2 separate regions of the Mus musculus genome follow, and region 1 is linked to region 2. A link is a contact called in public promoter capture Hi-C data. All regions are on one chromosome and are shown on one strand. Each heading gives the region's core, a stretch centred on a gene start, on an enhancer-like site or on the middle of the called end of the contact. The rest is flanking DNA. Distances are from core to core; before and after follow the strand shown.

What was found. Promoter capture Hi-C pulls out the DNA fragments that hold promoters and counts their contacts.
Region 1: a contact with region 2 is called in a promoter capture Hi-C map of pre-B cells, with 10 times the contacts expected there. The contact joins the enhancer-like site here to the promoter of 9430038I01Rik in region 2. A contact is called at or near these places in 3 of 39 promoter capture datasets (hippocampal neurons, liver and pre-B cells), 1 of 15 datasets of contacts at CTCF or cohesin (large pre-B cells), 1 of 484 Hi-C or Micro-C datasets (pre-pro-B cells), 4 of 115 datasets of contacts at active chromatin or transcription factors (the 230-238 cell line, large pre-B cells and pro-B cells) and 2 of 9 other capture datasets (embryonic stem cells and liver).

Annotation. Positions count from the first base shown.
Region 1 is chr7:138,917,800-138,921,182 of GRCm38.p6, reverse strand. No RefSeq gene overlaps it. Among named protein-coding and RNA genes, the nearest start is that of Bnip3, 10 kb to the right of the region's middle. Within about 2 kb of position 1,487, at least 284 of the 459 cell types and tissues checked have an H3K27ac peak or open chromatin away from gene starts, as enhancers often do. A contact at or near this core is called in the 230-238 cell line, embryonic stem cells, liver and 3 more, where this site is marked.
Region 2 is chr7:137,408,992-137,412,093 of GRCm38.p6, reverse strand. It overlaps 9430038I01Rik (RIKEN cDNA 9430038I01 gene), which reads left to right and starts at 1,338. Exons shown (of 4, transcript NM_029886.2): 1 at 1,338-1,454. The coding sequence starts at 1,386.

The DNA.
Region 1 (3,383 bases), core at 238-2,737, 1.5 Mb before region 2:
TAACATAAACAAACAAACAAACAAAACAAATACTGAGAGAAGCCAGACTGAAAAAGTTATGCTGTAGGCTCCTATCGGTGCCATTCTGGAAAAGATAAGTCTGTAGAGAAAGGAAAAAAAAAAAAGTGGTGTTACCAGGGGGTGGGATGTTGAGACAGAGGGCAGGGACTTAACACGGTAATCCATTCTGCATGAGTCAGGTCCAGAGAGCAGGCAGCAAAAGCAACATGGACCACAGGTCCACTGGTGACTCCATAGTTGTGTGGTTTAACAAAGAAAAACGCTCTGGTGAGGATCCTGATAGAGGAACTCGTGTGTACGTGTGTGTGTGTGTGTGTGTGTGTGTGTGTGTGTGTGTGTGTGTGTATGTGTATATGTATGTGTGTATGTATGTGTATGTGTGTGTGTATGTGTTTGTATGTGTGTGTATGTGTACATGTGTGTGTATGTATGTGTGTATTTATGTGTGTGTATGTGTATTTATGTGTGTGTATGTATGTGTGTGTATGTGTACATGTGTGTGTATGTGTGTGTATGTGCATGTGTGTGTGTATGTGTGTGTGTGTAGGGGGTGGTCAGGGGCATTTGGAAAATCTTTCTCCTTGATGCTTACTCTTTCTACAAAACTGAAAAGTTTGTCTTTGTAAAATAAGCATATGACAGGGCTAGGAGTGTGGTAGAGTGTAGTAACCAAGCATCAACAAAGCCCTGGTTTGATGCCCTAGCACCCCATGTACTGGGTGTGGTCACACTCTGATCCCAGTACTCAGTAGGTAGAGGTAGGAGCATCAGAAGTTCAAAGTCATCCTCCACTACGTTGTGAATTCGTGACCATTTTGGGATACAAGAGCTCCTGTCCTATTTCAAACAAACAAACAAACAAACAAACAAACAAACAAAAAGGCAATTCTTCCTGAGCCGGCACGGTGAGACATGACTGTGATCCTGGCACTCTGGAAGCTGAAGCAAGAAGACTGATTGCAAGTTCAAGATCAACTGGGTTATATATTAATACTGTCACAAACAAACAAAAAAAGTGAGACAAGAAATCAAGCAAGCAGACAAACAAACGTAAAAAGGAATGACAGAAACTTGCCTCAAGAGATCAAGGTCAATTGAAATGTTCCAGAAAGAGGAAAAAAGAGACACTTTCACTGGGGCTGGCGACTGCCTAGTGCCATCTTCTGGCTCACAGCCACCTTGTATCTACCTTTCCTCCCTATAAAAGCCCTTTCTTCCTTAAGATAGTCTCCTCCCATTTCCTCGCGCCAGGACCACCAAGTGGCGATATGGCTACGGGCATGGGTATGGGCGTGTGCCCTGAGAGGCTACACGACAGAGTGCTGTTGGGCACGTTTCGTCCTGAGACAGTTGTTGGCATGTTGGTCTCAGGCCACCTGACCTGTTACTCCACTTCTGCAATCTCTGTGAAGCAGGCCTGGAGCTATTGCCTCACCGACCGACCAAGGACAAACAACAGCGGCGGCCACAGCCCAGCGCACCCTGACGGTCCTTGGGGATACTGTCCAGCCCCAGCTCGGCTGTGCCTGACTCTCGGAGCCTGAGCTGCTTCCTGTTTTGAACGTTCTCTGGCGAGTACAGTTCAGGCTTTTATCAAAGTACACGCTGCTTTCCTTCCCCGGGGATCTCACTTTGCAGCCAACTGGGACGCTGCACAAGTACACTTGGGACCTAAAGCGTGTGCATGTTGTTTACAATTCTGAAGATTTCATCACGCCAGTTTCTAAAAATAACTTGGCGTGGCATAGGCGTCACTGTGAATTCCTGGAAAAGTGGGTGTTTTCCTAGAGGAGGGAAGGAGGCAGAACAGAGTGGTCAGTACAGCCTGATGCAGGAGGCTCCTGCCAGAAAGGCAAGGCGGAAGCCACTCAGAGGGCTCCTTGGAGCTGAACTGCCCTTCCTACCTCCACATCAGAGGCAGAACTCCTGCTAACAGCCAGCAGGGGCTGAATTCATTTCAGGTTCCCACCTCTGGTTTATTTCACTACAGAGAAATAAACATCCTCTTTATAACCCCTTCTCCCCAATGCCCCGGGACTTCTCCCAGCTGGGTCAAAGTCACATTTGTCACTTCTGCCACCTTTGGCTCATACACCCTATCTTCTTTTTGCTTGGGTCCTCACTATGTAATTATTAGGCCATGGCCAGTGTGGCCATGCAAACCCTCAGTATTATTCTGGCTCTTTATACAGGAAAAGTGCACTGTTTATCAGAGAGGGCTACTGTGAAGGTTAGTTTTATTATTTATTTATTTATTTATTTATTTATTTTTAAAAGATTTATTTATTTATTATATGTAAGTACATTGTAGCTGTCTTCAGACACTCCAGAAGAGGGAGTCAGATCTCGTTACGGATGGTTGTGAGCCACCATGTGGTTGCTGGGATTTGAACTCTGGAGCAGTCGGGTGCTCTAACCCACTGAGCCATCTCACCAGCCCTTTTTATTATTTTTAAATCACTTTTTGGTGTGTCTATGTCTATGTAAGCGTGTGCCATATGGGTGCAGGGTCCTCTTGGATTAGAGTTGTAGGTGATTTATGATCTATCTGATCTGGTCCTGGGAACCAAACTGGAGTCCTCAGTAAGAGCAGCAAGTTTTTAAATTGCTGAGCCATTTCTCCAGGGCCCCCTTCCTTAAAAAGTTTTATTTTATGTGCACATGGGTGTTTTGCCTGTATGCATGTACGCACATCACATATGTGTATTGCTTATGTGTTGTGGGACGTAATAAAAAATGGTATCATCCCACGCAATACACAGCTGCTCTCTGTCCCCAACGGTCTTGCCACCTCTAAGCCAGCCCCAGGTTCCGGATTGCCTGCCTCAGAGCCTCTTGTACCTTCTCAGCATCCACCCCCTAGGCTAGTTATCACAAATTCCCTTAATCAGTAAATCAAAACTCTAGAAGCTTATAATTAATCAGTCAGATTTATATATCAATAAATTCTCAATTCACAAGATGCCCACACAATAATTTCAGAGCCAATTGATAATGATACAAGCTGCCCGCCTAGATTAGATGTTATCTCAAGTATTCTTTCCTTTTATGATTTTTTTTTTTTTTTTTTTTTTTTTTTTTGGTTTTTCGAGACAGGGTTTCTCTTTAGCCCTGGCTGTCCTGGAACTCACTTTGTAGACCAGGCTGGCCTCGAACTCAGAAATAATCTGCCTGCCTCTGCCTCCCGAGTGCTGGGATTAAAGGCATGAGCCACCATGCCCGGCCCTTTTATGATATTTTAAAGCCACACAGAATCTGGATTGTCTTTCTCTTTCTCCATCTTCCTTCCTTCTCCTCTCTGTCCGCTCTCTTCCATCTCTAAAAATCCTCACCCGTCTTCCTTCTCCACTGCCCAGTCACAG
Region 2 (3,102 bases), core at 89-2,588:
CCTGCTTGCTCTGGCCCAAAGATTTATTCATTTTATTAAGTACCACTGTAGCTGTCTTCAGACGCACCAGAAGAGGGTGTCGGCTCTCATTATGAGATCTCATTTTGGGTAGTTGTGAGCCACCATGTGGTTGCTGGGATTTGAACTCAGGACCTTTGGAAGAACAGTCAGTGCTCTTACCCGCTGAGCCATTTCACAAGCCTCTGACTTTTGAATTTCTGATCCTCCTTCCTCCATCTACCTTCCTGTCTTTAAGACCCTGTTTGGTTCCTCTAGACAACACCCAGTTAACACACTAGGGAAGCACTCCAACACCAAGACACACTGCCAAGCCTTTTAAAAAATTCAATAGATTCATAATTCCAAAGATACACCAGGTAGGAAGGGTGTGTGACACGAGATTGCGACAATCCATCTCGTGTTAAACTTCACTTCCCACTAGCATTGCCACTAGCTGTCCTCGTGATGTGAAGGCTGCCATCGTCCCAGGAAGCTAACACTACACTGGAACTGGAAAAGGGGATCTTACGGTCTCTGCTCCAAGCAGCTTCTCTACTTCCCACTGGTTCAAACCAGTTCACAGGCCCACTGCTAGACAATCACTGCCAAAGAACTGGCTCTAATTTAATTCGTCAATAAAGCATGGGGGTCTGGGAGCTTTGGTAGAGAACAGTTCAGAACTTTGCGGTGGGCCCTGGAGGGAGGGAGGAGAGGGAGAGCCTATTCAAGCTGCAGCAGGAACCCTGGCATAGCTTCTGAGAAGTCAAGTGTGTAGTTTTCCGTAAAGCCAGGCCGAGAGCCACTCCGTATCCCCGACGCCTGTGGCTGTCCCTGCCCCAGGTCACGGTGTTCCTGTGTATGCTCTCGACCCGCCAGCAAAATCACAGCAGGACTCTGCCCACTAGGCCAGGTTGAGAATTCGAGTTCTCTTGTACCATAGAGCAAAACTGATAGCTGTCAGACTGCAACTCCCAAAGACAACGCCCAGCGCAGCCTCAGGCGTGCCGATTGGTCCGTGGATCTACTTATCAGGACTCAGTAACCAATCACAAGGAAGGAGAGGAGGGCGTGCCTCCCGCGGACCAAGGGTTGCCGAAGGGTGGCAAATCCTAAACAAACGCCCTTTGGGACTGACTTTGTGAACCGAGAATCGACAAGCCACTCACGGCTTGGGCTTGCGAGGCATCGACCTGTGGCTGCTGGAAGAATTACCCGCACTTCAGGCCGTAGGAGATTCGGGTTTCGGCTACTCCTGCCTGCAGCCCCTCTGCGAGGGCAGTCAGTGGAGTCTAGGCTACGCCCCACGCCTCCTCATTGGCTTCTCCAGACACGTGGTCGAGTGGTTCCCGCCTCCGAGTGGCCTGAGAGGCGGTACGTGAAGCCGCATGGACAGCCTGGCGTCGGGCCGCTGGAGACGGCGGAGGACGGAGGAGCTGCCAGCGGCAGGGGACGCGGTAAGCTCCGGGCAGGGCGTGGGCAGAGGGAGGTGGCGTCCTAGCTGGCGCGCGGGCGCCCGGGGCGAGGTCCTTCCGGATGACCGGCGGGCTGGACGTCGTAAGCCTGCTGCCGAGGCGGGGCCAGGGGCGGGGCCTGGGTGGAGCTAGGCAGAGGACAGTCCCGCCCCTCCCGCTGCGCTTGCGCAAAGATGAGGAGCTATGTGCTCCCTTGACTTAAGCTGTAGTATTCTGAGTGTTATGGAGTTCATGGATCACAACTTGCGCCACAAGTCCGCTCTGGCGATCTATCCTCATAAACAAACTGAAAGAGCCAAGTTAAAATTGGAAAGCGGGAAAAGATTTAAAACACCTAGTCGAAGAGGAACAAAGCGATTGAGGAAATCACTCCTAGTCTGACTCAGGAGTCCCGAAGTGAGACTAAAATTGAAATAGAGAGCCAAGAATATCTAAGAAGTCCGTGTCAAAAGTATAGTCTGAGCCGGGAGTGGTGGCGCACGCCTTTAATCCCAGCACTCGGGAGGCAGAGGCAGGCGGATTTCTGAGTTCGAGGCCAACCTGGTCTACAAAGTGAGTTCCAGGTCATCCAGGGCTACACAGAGAAACCCTGTCTCGAAAAACCAAAAAAAAAAAAAAAAAAAAAAAAAGTATAGTCTGGCTAGCATTGTCTAGGCTTCAGTGTCCTTTTTTTTGGGGGGGGGGGGGGCGGGGAGTGTCTTTCTCCGTGTAGCCCTGGCTGTCTTGGAATTCACTCTGTAGACCAGCCTGGCCTCAAACTCAGAAATTCACCTGCTTCTGCCTCCCAAGTGCTGGGATTAAAGGCGTGAGCCACCACTCCCACACCTTCAGTGTCATCTTGTGAAGGGGTCTGACAGAACTGTGTGAAATCTTTCTTTGAGACAAGTTACCCCCCCCCCCTCGAAGCCGCCGCTCTGGGACGCTGGCGTGAGATTCCTGGAGAAATTACCATTTCTTTGGAATCCATTGTTTGAATAGTCTGATAGTTGGTTAAGAGACAGGTCTCTGTAGACCGGTTCCATATCTGCCAAGCCTATAAATGGAGCACTATGAAAGCCCAGGTGCTTAGTCTGTAGAAGACACCTAACTTCCTGCCCCAAACCTGGGGAGAAGGCAAGGGGAAGTTAAGCATTCCTTTAAGGGAAGGTGGAAGTCTTTGGGTAGGCTAAGCTGGCTGTGCCAAGTGCTGCCCAGGAGCTGAGCCTGCAAGGCATCTGACATTGCAACAACCTCTAGAGTTCTCACTAGGTACCTGCACAGTTGAGTTACAAAAAAAAAATTACCAATAAAACAAAACAAAAGAACCCTCAATTGTTGCAGGATATTTGATCACACTCTTCAACCCTCAGATTCTGTTATTTACTGGGAAAACAGCCCTAGCACACACCTTTAAATGCAAACGTTTTTAGCTTGACTGTTGTAAACAGGATAAAACAAAGTCAGCCATGGTCAATAGGCAGAACAAGCAACAGGTGACAGGAAGTGAACATAGAAGTATTAAAACGTCATAGAGAGTAAGGAGGAAGGCAGGAAGATGGACAGAGAGATACACAGGAAGTAGAAGGACACGCAGTTAAAGGGGTTCTTTGATGAAGGTGTGGGAGAATGGCTTTTGGGGGGCATGGCTTTT